Regions from separate parts of the Mus musculus genome. Here regions 1, 3, 4 and 5 are each linked to region 2. The links are chromatin contacts, called in public Micro-C and promoter capture Hi-C maps. All regions are on one chromosome and are shown on one strand. The core of a region is the stretch at or near the end of the contact, and the rest is flanking DNA. Distances in the headings are between cores, read along the strand shown. Region 1 has its middle 21 kb from the start of Zp2. Region 2 holds the start of Eef2k (eukaryotic elongation factor-2 kinase). Region 3 holds the start of Anks4b (ankyrin repeat and sterile alpha motif domain containing 4B). Region 4 holds the start of Hs3st2 (heparan sulfate (glucosamine) 3-O-sulfotransferase 2). Region 5 holds the start of Tmem159 (transmembrane protein 159).

Region 1 (2,700 bases), core at 137-2,636, 720 kb before region 2:
CTCTGCCCCTTTTCTCCTCCCTGTTTTCCTTCTCTCCTTCTCCCTCTGCCTCCCTCACTCACTCACTTGCTTCCTCATTCTTCCCTCCCTCCCCCCAGTTCCTCCCTCTCTCCCTTCTTCCTGATAGGGAACTTCTATAATGACTTCTATATAGTCAAATATGACTTCAAATTCTAGCTCCTTCTGCTCCAGCCTCTGTATAGTATAGATTATATTTGGATTATATTGTAATCTACGCCCAGATCAGATTTAGGATTGTTGTGACTCACAGCCAAAGGTCTGGGGACAGGAAGGCCACTTAAGAATCTGCAAAGGCTGGGGACACGGGATGGCTGTGGGTTTGGCTTACACTTGGCGGAAGGGGATGAAGATCTTTCTTGTGTGGACATCTAGAGGTGTTGGTTGGTTGGTTGGTGTAGGTGGAAAAGAAAAGGGGAACACAAAGTTGACATCTAGATATTTAGCTCTAACCAGTGGGTGGTGGTAGCTAGTGATACTATTTCCTGAGATGGGGACTATGTGGAAAAGCCTACATCCCAGATTGCCCCTATTAGTCCAGCTATGTCATCTGACACCAAGAAGATGTTCCAAGTAGATTGCTGGCTTAGAGCAGGGTCTCAGCTGGGACACAAGATTTGGGCATATTTACAGTGCTTTGCGCAACCCGTCCGGGGAGGCTTCTCAGCTACTAGGCAAGAGCTTTTCAAAACACATTTCTGATTATGTAAACACTCTTGCTCCAGACTCAGCCAAGTTCAAATGCTTTTCCACAGCACTTAGAAGCACTAGACCCTCCTGTTCATGAGCAGACCAATTGTTTTCCTCGGCCTGCTTATTGTTCTTAAGCATCAGCATTTAGTTCACAGAAAGGAAGCCAAGGTTTGGCGATTAAGTGACTCTCTGAATTCATCCAGGAAGCACGGCATCTAAATCAAGACTAGGTTAACTTAGCCTCATGCCATAGAAGCTGCTGGCCTTTTATACACAATCTGAAGAATAGCTCACTGGAAAGGCGACCAGGGCCCACGCAAGAGAACTTTAGCTTTACACAGTAAATAATTTTACCTTTCTGTCCAGAAAAGTTTGTTTTGTTTAGCTTTGAGCACTTGCTGTGTGCTGAGTGCTGTCTCCAGTCTGCATGCTTCCAGTCAGTGCAAACTCCTGTCCACTTTAAAGGGGAGGAAGTGTAAAGGTTGAGATCTTTGGCTGCCTAAGAGCAGTTTGGGATGTGGGACTCAAACACAGGTTGCCTGCTTGAAAAACTCACCCCCGGAACCAGTATGAGTTCCTCTACCTGCCTTTGAGGTCTTTTGGGGTAGGTATGTGTTCCCAGGCATGTGAAGTTCCCAGGCAGCAGAGTGTCCATGACCTTTGTTGTTACGTAGAATGGCTCCAGGGGTCACTGGTTTCATATTGTAAATGTTTAGTTTCCCATGGAGTAGTGCCCATAATAGCAGTGTGTCAAAAACCATCTCTTTGTGGCTTCCATTGAAACCATGGGTGCTGTAGCTTCCACCTGGAGATGGAGAGAGAGAGAGAGAGAGAGAGAGAGAGAGAGAGAGAGAGAGAAAGTGCCATCCTCCCCCACTCACCCGAAGTTTGTTTTTAAGCCAGTAGAGGGAGCCAACATCACAGCCAACTGAAGCCAGCCACCAGATTACAGACCAGCTGTGAAAGCAGAGCGACTGAGTGACTGGCCCTGCTTTGACTGTGGCAGGCACAGTGTGAGCTTTGGCACTGTCTACTCCCCGAGAAGCCAGGTGGAAAGCATCTTCTCCACCATCCCTGATGTCATCAGCAAGCCTGAGACCCAGGGAGGACAACAGTTGACCCAGGGCCATGCTGCAAGTCTCCAGTCTATAGCACTGACTTTGTGTCATGTTTCCTGGCTCCTGAGTTCAGGAGCTAAGACACTGCAGTACTATCTGGTCTGAACCAAGCTTCTTTTCATAGTTGGTCCTTGGTTTCTGTGGGTTCTGTGTCCTTGGATTCAACCAAGCATGGATGAAGAGTATCTGAAAGAAAAGTGTGTCTGTGCTGGACATTCACAGGCTTTTTATTGTTATTTCCTAGTTGATACAACAAGCCTTTACATAGCACTCACAGTTATTAGGTCTTAAAATCACTATTCTAAGTAATGAGGTATGTGTAGGTTTTATACTAATATGGCTTCTTCTATAAGAGTGTGGTGTGACTTTATCTGGAGAAACATGAGAAAATGTCTACTCTCAGATATGACATAACTGTTACTTCTAGGGGTTTGGATTGGGTTCGTTTTCTCTGCCAATTAAAGAATTAAAAGGCAAAAAAAAAAAAAAAAAAAAAAAAAAAAAAAAAAAAAAAAAACTTGAGAACAACGGGAAGCAGCAAAGGAAATCTGAGACTCAGCTGGTGAAGAAAGAATTTTATTAAAGGTAAGGAAATTTGAGCTCGAGAGCGCACACACACACACACACACACACACACACACACACACAGCAGACCAGTCTGATAAGTTCAAGGTCTGGTTAAACAAAGTTGTGGGTCTGTCAGCATCCCTTTGTTTAAACTGACCAACTCTAAATTAAGGAAAGGAGAATACCCCATCCCCATTCCAGCTAACCAAAGACCCTTAAAGCCCCCAGCCCCTCAGGCTTCAGGAGAGGGGCACGGGCGTGCGCGTGCGTGCGTGTATGCCTGTGAGTGTGTGTGTGTGTGTGT
Region 2 (2,700 bases), core at 165-2,664:
TGGAAGTACAAAGTGTAGAGGATGTTTCTGGTGTTTTTGCTGGTACAACTTCAAGGTGGTTCAGGTCTTCAGGTCTTTAATCTGAAAGCCCAGGCCAGACAAGCCTGTGGCAGAATAGATATTATGGTGTTTCTCCTGTCAGTAAGTCTATTAACAGTTGCTTTATTAAATGAAATAGATCACACCCTTTCCTAACTGTGTCCCTGGGCAAGATACATTCTTTATAAGTCTCAGTCCTATGATCTGTACAATACAGCTAGTCGTGCCTGCATACCTTATATAGCTGACTGCAGCTGGATGGACAAATAGCTCAAAATGTGCAACTGTTTAGATTTTTACTCTAAAGTATACGGTGAGATATGACCTCAAAGTACACATGCCTGCCTCCACTGGTTTTCAGTCTTTACATCTTCCAAGGGCTACCTTCCTTCCATGCACTGCACCAGATTTGAGTTTTGAGAAAGGGCTTCACCATGTAGCCCAGGCTGGCCTTGCTTTTCTGGGGACTGCAGAGGTCTACCACCATGCCCAAGTTCCCACCCATTAAGCACTATGTGCCAGGCCCTAGGCTCAGAGTTAGGAATACTGTGATTTTTCCCTCCAGAGAGTCCAGGAAGGCTTGACAAAGATTTTTCTTTTTTGTTTTTGTTAAGACAAAGTTTCTCTGTGTAACAGCTCTGGCTGTACTGGAACTCCCTCTGTAGACCAGGCTGGCCTTGAACTCACAAAGATCCTTCTGTGTCTGCCTCCTGAGTGCTGGGATTTGCCACCACCGCCCGGCCCTGATAAAGTTATTAATTAAAAATTATAGAAATAGTTGGAATTGTCAGGTAGGCCGAACTGTATAAATTTAAACCGAATATATGTTTATATACAAATATTAAATTTAAACAAAAATATATAGGTTATATATTAAATATTTACATATACGTGTATAATTTTCTATACTTATATTTATAAATTTATATGTAAATATTAAATACATATGTGCTTACCATGAATTTGGATTCTTTATGAGTTTTTAACACAATTTTTGTTGTTTTGCCCCCTCCTGCTCCTTCGTTACCCCTCCCTCTCTTGAAAGTGTTAAATTTCTTCAAAATTATGTCATGAAATCCTTAAGATTTCCCTTTTTTTTTTTTTTTTTGAGACAGGTTTTCTCAGTGCAGCCCTGGAACTCACTGTGTAGACGACCAGGCTGGCCTTGAACTCAGAAATCCGCCCGCAGTCTGTCTTCCAAGTGCTGGGGTTAAGGGTATGCGCCACCAGACACACAGCATGAAATCTAACGTTAGACCCAGGTGTCTAGGAAGCGTTCAACAGGCGGGGGAGCCAGAAGACAACACGGCGGCTGCATGGAGGTGATGGCCACCCGGGGACGGCCACGTGAGCCCGGGCGTGCGCCCCGTGCGTCAGTCCCGCCCCAGCCCTGGTCCCAGCCTCCAGCCTCCAGCTCCAACCCCAGCGGCAGCAGCCCCAACTCCAGCCCGTGCTCGGCTCCAGCGCTCCGACGTCTTCAGGCGCCCCACTGCGGCTGCGGGCCTGGCTCTCTGTCGCCTGCGCTTTGTACCGGGGATTCTCCTCCCTCCCTGCACCCTGGAGCGCCCGGCCGCCAGCCTTTGCCAGCTCCTTGGGATCCTTGCGGCCGTGGGCAGCAGCTGTCGCGCCTGCCACACTGTGGGAGGTAGGTGACGGGAAGATGGGGAGCCCGCGCGTCCCGCTGCAGCAGCCCCCCGAAAGGCCACTGGGGCGCTTCTCTGGTTGCAGAGCTTCCCCCGAGGCTCAGTGTTTGCGTCTGTAAGGAAGGAAAGAAAGACGTTGGCAAGCGGTGAGCGCAGTTCTGGTTGCACCAGGCAGCGCACGCGGGCCTCCGCCCGGGTCTCCTCTGTGCCTCGGCGAGCCCGCCTGTCCCCCTGAAACGCCCAAGTAACATTTCCCCTCGCCGGGTTCCCCACACTAGAGGCCTATGCGGGCCTCAGTTCTCGGAACCTCGAGGTCTGAGCTGCATACGCCCTTGCAGCATTGTTGGTTGAGGGAGTTGGGGTGTTGGCAGGCGTTGGAGACTTGTGCGCCAAGGGGCTGAGCATTCGTATGCAGTTGGTGGCGCGGGGGCGGGGACCTCCTGGGTGAGCCCTGGGCCAAAACTAGCTAGTGTCGGCTAAGGGGATTGCGGGAAACCTGCCCAGCTGCGCCCTGTGTGTGACTGATCGCGTGCGTTTCGGAAGAGTGAGATCTGACTTGGGAATTCTCCTTGGGGGAGTATTTCTGCGTCCTCCGCGATGAGGCGCTCCCTGGCTTGGGACCACTGAACAGATATTACGGAGGAGAAAGCCGAGGTCCAGAGTGGACCCCAGATCCTCAGAGGCCAGGTAGGGAATGTAGAGTAAGTAAACAAGGATTGTGAGTGTAGGGGTTAAGAGTGAAGTTTTGGGAAGACTTCCCGGGGAAGGTGCTGTTTGCTCTGTGAGGAGGACGAAGCCAGTGGAGGGAGTGGGTCCAGGCCGTGTTCAAACCCCGACCTTAGACAGCTAGCTCTTCACCCCTCTCTGCTGCGGCAACAGTTCCTGGGAAAGGAAGGCTAGCGGGGAGCGACTCCTTTGTTCCAAAGAACTGGGTTCTTTTGAGAGTCTGAGCGCGTTAGGCGTGACTTTCCTGAATGGCTCATGCCACGCTGTTTCACAAACATAGTATTTTCAAACC
Region 3 (2,700 bases), core at 20-2,519, 670 kb before region 2:
TCCAGAGACTGCCTTACCTAGGGATCCATCCCATCTGCAGACACCAAACCCAGACACTATTGCTGATGCCAAGAAGCACTTGCTGACAGGAGCCTGGTATAGCTGTCCTCCTGAGAGGCTCTGCCAGAGCTGGGAGCAGTACAGATGTGAATGCTCACAGTCAAACCATCAGATTGAGCACAGGGACCACAATGGAGGAGTTAGGGGAAGGACTAAAGGAGCTGAAGGGGTTTGCAACCCCATAGGAGGAACAACAATATGAACCAACCAGACCCACCAGAGCTCCTAGGGACTAAACTACTAACCAAAGAGAACACATGGAGGTACCCATGGCTCCAGCTGCATATGTAGCAGAGGATGGCCTTATCTGGCATCACTGGGAGGGGAGGCCCTTCGTCCTGTGAAGGCTTGATGCCCCAGCATAGGGGAATGCTAGAGAGGTGGGGCAGGAGTAGGTAGGTGGGATAGCACCCTTATGCAAGCAGGGGAAAGGGGAGATGGAATAGAGGTTTTCGGAGGGGAAACTGGGAAGGGGATAATATTTGAATTGTAAATAAACAAAATAACCAATTAAAAAACCCTAACATCAATTCCTCTCTTTCCTATAGCCTGGGTATTGCTACTTGAATCATTTAAAAATATCTATAAATATTAATCATATACATATATATGTATATATAATGACATATGTGTATTTATGTATAATAGAAATATTTATAAAAGATTTTTAAAAAAGAAAGTGCTGTTTCCTTTTTGTGACACTCTCTAGACCAAGCTTTTTTGTGGCAGTTCCTGGAGAGTGACCTGTTTGTCTTCTGGCCTGTCAATCGGCCTTCTCTCCTCCATGTTATAGCAAAGATTTCACAACTGTAAATTTACTAAGATCTTTTATTTTATACTTCAAATGGCTAAATTCAAGTTGTACAAATTAGACCCCCTAAAATCTATTAAAACACCCCTTCTCCCACCCAAGTGAACTTAAACAGTTCAGAGTTTTTTGAGATTATTTCCCATATTCTGTGAGTGGGTGGTCAGTATCACATCTGACACTAGTTAATGGACACAGTAAAGATTAAACGTGCTTCACCACACTCATGACACACCTGTCAGGCCTCAGTGGTCATTGCCATGGTTGGTCCCCAAAGGAAAGGCCCAAGTCCAGGATTGCAGGTCTTCCTGGCTGGCTGCCTTCCAAGGAGCAAGGCCGGAGTGAACTTTGGCCTGGGGTGATACTCCCCGTCACTGATTAACCAGCCCTGTTGGAAGACTGTGTTACCAGCTCTGCCTAGACAAAGACTCCTACCTGGCCAAGCTCTGGTGGGCAGAAAAAATGTCTACCCGCTATCACCAAGCAGCGAGTGACAGCTACCTGGAACTTCTGAAGGAGGCCACCAAGCGTGATCTGAATCTCTCAGATGAGGATGGCATGACACCCACTCTCCTGGCAGCCTACCACGGCAACCTCGAGGCCCTAGAAATAATCTGCAGTAGAGGGTGAGTGATTCCTGTTAGGGTATCCTGGGTGGGGAGTACCACACCGGCAGTAAGAGACAGAGACATCCACGAAGACATTTTACTTCTTTCTAGGCTCCCTAAGTCTTTGGCTTTTAGAGAAAGAGTCAAGACTAAGCTAGGTATGGTTTCTTTCCCTGTGAAAACAGCCATTTAGGAGTCACTCAGGCAGAGGGGTGGGGGTAGGCATTGGAACTATATGCCCTGAAAGTCATATCCATGGAATTGAAATGGTTAACTCCTTAAAAAGAGGTCACCATGCTTTTTGGTTCAGTCATCCTCCTTGGTTAGGACATGGCTTTATTTTACGTTTTCAATTGTGTCACTAAAAACTATCTTTTATGAACACTCGGCCTTGGTGTAAGCTGAATTTTTGAATGAAATTTCTGGCTTTACAAGCTATAAAATGAGTCTTCAATCTTCACACACACACATACACACACCATCCCTTACCTTTAAATTCAAGTCTTTGCTAACTCTTTTATTCTGCTTGTCCTGCTCATTGCCAGAGGGCTAGTCAGGGTAGGCAGCTACGACTTAAGATGGGCAGAAATGGAGCGAAAGAGGAGTCTGGGAGAATGAGAGGAGTGGGAGTGGGAGGACGGGAGGGGAGGTAAAGAGTAAGAGAGCCAAGTGATTCCAGGACAGTGCATATTTAGCATCTGGCAGGTGACAGTCCACCTCTCCTCCTTCTCTCTCCTTCTTCCTCTTTCTCTTTCTTCCACTCCTTCCTCCTCTGATTCCAATTCTTCTCATATATTTTTGGTGCTGCCCAGATGGTGCTGATCAACAGAACATCCTAGTGTTCCTGTGGCAATCAGATCTGAGAGGGGAAGCCAAGCGAGCGGCTTTGGGTAGATGTGATAAAGCTCGTGCCAGGGAAGGGAAATTAAGCTGACATTAGAAAGACAAGGAGCTGATCGAGGTGGAGGGAAGTGTTTTCCCCCTAAGGCAGAACACTGTGCATTCCGAGGATGGAAGACATTGAGCTTGGCTGGACCTGACCTGCACAGGGACAGAACCTAAGCCATAAGACCAGACTATCAGGAGCCTTGAGAATTCTGCTGAGAACTTCAATCTTCTCCTGAGAGCCTAGACACCACACCCTCTATTTACAAAGGAGGCCATCAGATAGATTTATGCTTATGAATATTGTTCTGGTGATTGTACAGTGGTCACAGAGAATGT
Region 4 (2,700 bases), core at 34-2,533, 550 kb after region 2:
ATGTATTAGAAACTAGTCCCTACAGCAGAGAGCTTGATCTAAGTTTTCTAGGGATGGGCTTGGTTTAGAAACAGAGCATATTTCCCAGTTTGAGCAAGAATACACAGACCTTGTCCTGAAGTCATCGTCAGTCTAACGGAAGCTGAGGGGGGTGGTGGGGTCATACAGCCATCTTGTGAGGGTCTTCTCTTTGGGAACACTGGTCCAGGTTTTTAGGGGATGTAAATCCCACCTGGAATGCAGGGTTCTAACCAGCTAGGGTTGGTCACTGGGAGCTGTTCTGAAGACAACCTCTTGACAATCATTAGATGTAGAAGTGCTCTGTCCTTTATTTCCTCCTGCTTTGTCACTGTGAGGAAACCAGTTATATGCTGACCCTTATATAGCGTCTGGTACCCTGGACAGCTCCCTGGGGAGCAGGCCACCGCTAGGGGGCGGCCGCCAAGAGATGAATAAGTCTGAGGCTCTGGGGCTAGCTTGATTTCCAGGCCCAGTAAGGGGGCGGGGGGGGGGGGCGGGAGTCGGGGTGTGTGTGTGATGAGGTGGTGTGCAAATTGGATAGAGGTTTGTGCTCCATGGGTGCGAGACAGAGTGAGTCGCCTGGGTGTGAGTCAGCATGCGGGTGCTAGGGGGCTCGGTAACTAGTCACGGAATCTCACTCTCCTCCACCCATCCATTTTGCACTGTGCGCCCAGGTCCCATGCGTGTGCGCACCCTGCACGATGCCAGATTCCAGGCTGTGTGTATTGGTTCGGCGAGATGGCTGGGGATGGGGTGTGTCCTTGTTGTGTTCCTATCTTCGGGTTAGGTGTATTCTTCTCTCCACCCTCTGTGGGGTGTTGAGGAGTGTCCGGATTAGAGTGAGCTTGTTCCTGTGCTAGTGTATGTGTGGTGCATGTGTGGGTAAGTGTAGTGGAACCGAGTATCAGGGTTGGGTGCTTGCATGAACACCCGGGTCTATGTGTAGGGTGGGTGTTGGCGTAATCTCAGGTGTCCAGAGGCCGGAGTGATGGGGGTGTCTAATCTCCCACAGGAGTACAGGACATACCTGCCCACCCTCCCTTCACCTCCCCAAGCTGGTCAAGGCTCCGTAGGGAGCAGTCCTCATGGGGAGAACCTGGGGAGGTGTTGTACCTGAGAGGAATAAGAGAGTCAGGGTGCAAGGGGCGGGCCAGGTCCCCGGGTGCGGCGCGGGCTCGGGGGACCCGCGCGGCTGACGTCAGGCGACTCCTTAAATAGAGCCGGTAGCGCGCTCCACTCGGCATTTCCCGAGGAGCCAGAACGCGGCCGGCGCCAGCGCCACCGTCCGGTCCGCTCATCCTCCCGCCGGCACTGCCGCGCGGCCACAGAGCGTCCCCAGAAAGGCGCTCGGAGCATCCGGAATGGGGCTTCGGGCGCTGGGCGCGCTCCGAACCCGACGCGCGTGAGAATCGAAGAGCGCCGGGAGCCGCCCGGCTGTCCAGAGCCCTCATCGCTTAATACCGGGAGATGCTGGCAATGCAGCCACCTGGTCCCCGAGGAGCCACCGTACCCGGGACCCCCGGGCACGGTGCTTGCCCAGGCCAGCTGCCCCCAGAGGAGATGATATCCCTTACGCCCAACGCGCACAGCGGGGACAGCGCCACGCGAGCCCTCTAGGCAATCGCAGAGCCACGCAGCAGCTCCGCCGCAGGTGCCACCTCGGAAACCATGACCCCCGGCGCGGGCCCATGGAGCTATGGCCTATAGGGTCCTGGGCCGCGCGGGGCCACCTCAGCCGCGGAGAGCGCGCAGGCTGCTCTTCGCCTTCACACTGTCCTTGTCCTGCACTTACCTGTGTTACAGCTTCCTGTGCTGCTGCGACGGTCTGGGCCAGAGCCGCCTGCTCGGCGCACCGCGTTGCCTCCGCGGCCCCAGCGCAAGCGGCCAGAAACTTCTGGCGAAGTCCCGCCCGTGTGATCCCCCGGGGCCGACGCCCAGTGAGCCCAGCGCTCCCAGCGCGCCCGCCGCTGCCGCTCCAGCACCGCGCCTCTCCGGATCCAATCACTCTGGCTCCCCGAAGCCAGGCACCAAACGGCTGCCCCAAGCCCTCATTGTGGGCGTCAAGAAAGGGGGAACTCGGGCGGTGCTGGAGTTTATCCGCGTGCACCCGGACGTGCGGGCCTTGGGCACTGAGCCCCACTTCTTCGACAGGAACTACGGACGAGGACTGGACTGGTACAGGTAAGAGGGTCACGACAGCTCCACTCTGAGCTTTGGGTTCGCTCCATCCTTAGAGTAATTCCTTGCCTGTCTTAAACCGGCAAGTGGATTGTGGGGTGACTACTGTAGAGGGTCCACCCAGAACTTCCCGGAGACTGACTCTTCATGACGCTCTTTGAAGCGCAAAGGGAAAGAGTATTCCTCTTGTCCCTGGGGTCTCTGGAAGGTAGGGGACATTTCTAGTCAAAACTAGGTGCTGGCTGGAGGGCTGCCTTCTTTGTCCAGTTTTTAGGGCGGTTGGAGCTGGTTCCCTAAGGCAAAAGGCTCTACTCCTACCCCTAAGCTGATCTTCCCTGGCCTGTGTGGCACCTGCAGTTGAGAAAGGGAAACCACCACAAAGGCCCTGTGTGGTGATTTCTGCCTGGTAGGTACCCATTCTTAGGGCAATATGAGAGTGTGTCCTGAGTTCTCGCAATGAGGAGAATGCCAGTCTCTGCTGTAAATATTCGCTATGTTCTG
Region 5 (2,700 bases), core at 11-2,510, 740 kb before region 2:
GTCTTCCATTAGCAGCCTTTGGATGAAGTCATAGAACTCTCAGCTCTGCCTGTGCCATGCCTGCCTAAATGCTGCCATGCTCCTACCTTGATAATGTACTGAACCTCTGAACCTGTAAGCCAGCCCCAGCTAAATGTTGTTTTTTGTAAGACTTGCCTGGGTCATGGTGTCTGTTCACAACAGTAAAACCCTGACTAAGACAGACCTGTTTAGTAGCAGACAAGTACCTGGGCTTGCCCTTCTCCCCATTTAATGGGTAAAGAAGACGTGGCTCAGAAAGGTAATTTCAGCACACAGTCACACAGTCGTAGCCAGACTTGGGCCCTGAGATGGGGCCTCCACAGCCCCAGCCTGTAGTTTTCTGCTCTAAGCTCAAAGACAGTGCTTCTGACCTTGCCACATCCCCAACCCCTGGGAAGCATTTTAAGTTATCACAGCTGGGAGGGGCTGTTAATGTGTTTGTTTTTATTTCGTGGGTGGAGCCCAGGAATGTTACCAAGCAGCCCACAGTGCTCACAGGACATCTCAGAAACAGATTCATCCCATCTTAAATGCCAGTATTGACATTGAGTAACGAACGAGGCACCTCAGACTTGGAACCAGCAAACATGGGTGTCTCTATCACGGGTCCTTGAGACGAGGATTTGAGTTTATTTGTGAACTTAATCCTTCTAGCTCTTCCTTCGTTTTTGTCTTCAAAACTGTAAAACGGAGATAATCCATCTCTAAGATTCTCTAACTGCTAACACTTGCATTTGCGTAATGACTAGGACCTTCCAGTACAGGAGGTACCTAACTGATTGACTGGTATGACTTGAACTCTGGGGGCAAATCCAGAACTAGTTCTGTCTCTAAAACCCCTTCTTTGGTTGCCAGTTCTCCTAAGATGTGGCCCCAGAACTTTCACTCCAAGCCACTGCTGTAGGAAGAGACTGTCTCCAAGCGCTCATTTACTCGTTAGTCATCCTCTAGAATCCAGAAGTTTGTGGGGGTTGTTCCTAGAGTGTGTAGGAAGAAGAAGCAGGGTGGCCTAGCAAAGGTGGCAGCCGCGCGGCTAGCCATCTAGATACCGGATCCTTCCCAGTCGGGCTGGGTAGGCAGGGCGGGGACCCAAGCCTGGACAGATGGTCAGCGTCAGAGCTCAGCAAGGAAGAGTCGAGGGGCGGAGCCTCTGCGAGGGGCGGGGCAGAAAGGGCGGGGCTTCGGCCTTAGAGGAAGAGCGCTTGCTGGTGAGGAGGAGGAGGTCCAGCTTTCACCCCTAATCAGGCCTGCGTCCCTTCTTGTCTTCCTTCCACTTCGCTTTGCGCCCTCTGTGGCTGCAGGGCGGGGTTTCGCGGCAGCCAGCACCAGGTGAGAGCAAAGATGGGGTGTGGAGTAGAGGACCCCGGCTGGCTGAAGCCTCCCAGCTCGGCCTGGGAAGCGGAGGAGTTCAGGGGCGGTCGCGGGAGAAAAGCACTAGCTTCCTTCGCCTGTTGTTGCCGTCGGCTTCTGGGTTGGTGATGAACTTTGTCGCCTGGAGTTGCTGGGCGCGGGTAGGAGCTCATGGGGAGATCTCATCCACCATTTCCAGCCATCCCGTGCTTACCCACTAGTAGCTAGATTGGGGGCCGGAGGTGGGGGACGTGCGGGGAAGGCCACCAATGCCAACCCACGCAGAGGTCCTACTTCCTCTTGGGAAACGTGCATGGGAAGATGTAAATAAAGTCTTGTCTCGGCGTCCGCACCTTTTCCCTAGGATTGGTCAACAAGGGTGCTATTCGCCACAGCAGGAGGGAGCTACAGGTGTCAAAGGTGGGTTTGCCCCAGATGATCAGTGACGAGATGCCCAATTCCCCTGAGTTCGGATCTCCTAGTTTCTATGCCCCGTAGTCGTGATCAGACCCCCATCTGCATCACACCGGTTTCCTCCATGGATCCCTAGCCTTAGAACAGAAAGTCTCAACCCTCATCGGAAATGGGGACCAGGATAGATTCCCAGGCGCCCCGAAGGCCTGCCCCCATCTGGGGATTCGACCGGACCCGCAGCTGGAACGTTCGCGGTGGCGGTTTGCTTGCAAGACGCGAGAGTCCGGAGGCAAAGCTTTATTTGGAATCTTAGAAGGGGCGGAGCACGATCTTAGAGAACCTGGTTAGGCCCCCTAAAACGGAGAGTAGGCGGGGCACCTCTAGGCTGGTTGGGGTGGTGCCTTCCCACCTTCCCTGTGATGCTGCTCTGAAGAGGACCCTAGAAGGAGTAGATGGTCAGAAAATTGGTGGCTAGGTAGATGAGTGTGCCTGACTGCGGTCCTCCTCCGCATTCTTCCTACCCTAGCTTTCAGCAGACTCCCCAGACCGGTTCCGTGGCATTTGCATGTTTCCCAGGCCAAAGACGAGTTGTAATGGTGTATTTTGACTTGTAGCCCGCTGTAGAAATGTGATTAGGTAAACTGAAGCCTGGGGCCATCTAAATTCAGCACTAACTCGGAGCTGCTGCTTTAACAACATAAATAATGGTGCTGACGTTGGTTCTCCCCTGACCAAGGGGAGAGAATCTTTAGCTGGTGTGATGGAGGTGTGCATACTAGGCTCTGTAGTGTAGACACTGGTAAGGTGTGTTTGCACATAATGGGCAAGTGGTATATTCAGTCATTTGGGGCACTGTGATAGAATCTACTGAGCGCAGGTTTATAAGAACACTAGGTTAGCTGCAAGGAGATCCTA

The links. Promoter capture Hi-C pulls out the DNA fragments that hold promoters and counts their contacts. A called contact is a pair of places that touch in the nucleus more often than the background predicts.
Region 1: a promoter capture Hi-C map of cranial neural crest shows a contact between it and region 2. The contact joins the enhancer-like site here to the promoter of Eef2k in region 2. A contact is called at or near these places in 4 of 39 promoter capture datasets (3T3-L1-derived adipocytes, cranial neural crest, frontonasal cranial neural crest and 1 more) and 5 of 115 datasets of contacts at active chromatin or transcription factors (craniofacial prominence, embryonic forebrain, embryonic midbrain and 2 more).
Region 3: a promoter capture Hi-C map of liver shows a contact between it and region 2, with 2.5 times the contacts expected there. The contact joins the promoter of Anks4b here to the promoter of Eef2k in region 2. A contact is called at or near these places in 2 of 39 promoter capture datasets (hippocampal neurons and liver).
Region 4: a Micro-C map of embryonic stem cells shows a contact between it and region 2, with 2.8 times the contacts expected there. The contact joins the promoter of Hs3st2 here to the promoter of Eef2k in region 2. A contact is called at or near these places in 1 of 39 promoter capture datasets (stem cell-derived epiblast-like cells) and 2 of 484 Hi-C or Micro-C datasets (both in embryonic stem cells).
Region 5: a promoter capture Hi-C map of neural stem cells shows a contact between it and region 2. The contact joins the promoter of Tmem159 here to the promoter of Eef2k in region 2. A contact is called at or near these places in 4 of 39 promoter capture datasets (cranial neural crest, hippocampal neurons, liver and 1 more), 4 of 484 Hi-C or Micro-C datasets (the HL-1 cell line, nephron progenitors and uterus), 5 of 115 datasets of contacts at active chromatin or transcription factors (astrocytes, craniofacial prominence, embryonic fibroblasts and 2 more) and 2 of 9 other capture datasets (adipose tissue and liver).

The regions. Positions count from the first base shown.
Region 1 is chr7:120,123,300-120,125,999 of GRCm38.p6, forward strand. No RefSeq gene overlaps it. Among named protein-coding and RNA genes, the nearest start is that of Zp2, 21 kb to the right of the region's middle. Within about 2 kb of position 1,387, at least 53 of the 459 cell types and tissues checked have an H3K27ac peak or open chromatin away from gene starts, as enhancers often do. A contact at or near this core is called in fibro-adipogenic progenitors and hippocampal neurons, where this site is marked.
Region 2 is chr7:120,841,417-120,844,116 of GRCm38.p6, forward strand. Eef2k (eukaryotic elongation factor-2 kinase) reads left to right here and starts at 1,415. Exons shown (of 18, transcript NM_007908.4): 1 at 1,415-1,684. Gm36449 (a long non-coding RNA gene) reads right to left here and starts at 2,095. Exons shown (of 2, transcript XR_378468.3): 1 at 1,183-2,095; 2 at 1-104.
Region 3 is chr7:120,172,589-120,175,288 of GRCm38.p6, forward strand. Anks4b (ankyrin repeat and sterile alpha motif domain containing 4B) reads left to right here and starts at 1,270. Exons shown (of 2, transcript NM_028085.2): 1 at 1,270-1,494. The coding sequence starts at 1,331.
Region 4 is chr7:121,391,013-121,393,712 of GRCm38.p6, forward strand. It overlaps Hs3st2 (heparan sulfate (glucosamine) 3-O-sulfotransferase 2), which reads left to right and starts at 1,284. Exons shown (of 2, transcript NM_001081327.1): 1 at 1,284-2,202. The coding sequence starts at 1,718.
Region 5 is chr7:120,101,166-120,103,865 of GRCm38.p6, forward strand. It overlaps Tmem159 (transmembrane protein 159), which reads left to right and starts at 1,261. Exons shown (of 5, transcript NM_145586.1): 1 at 1,261-1,350.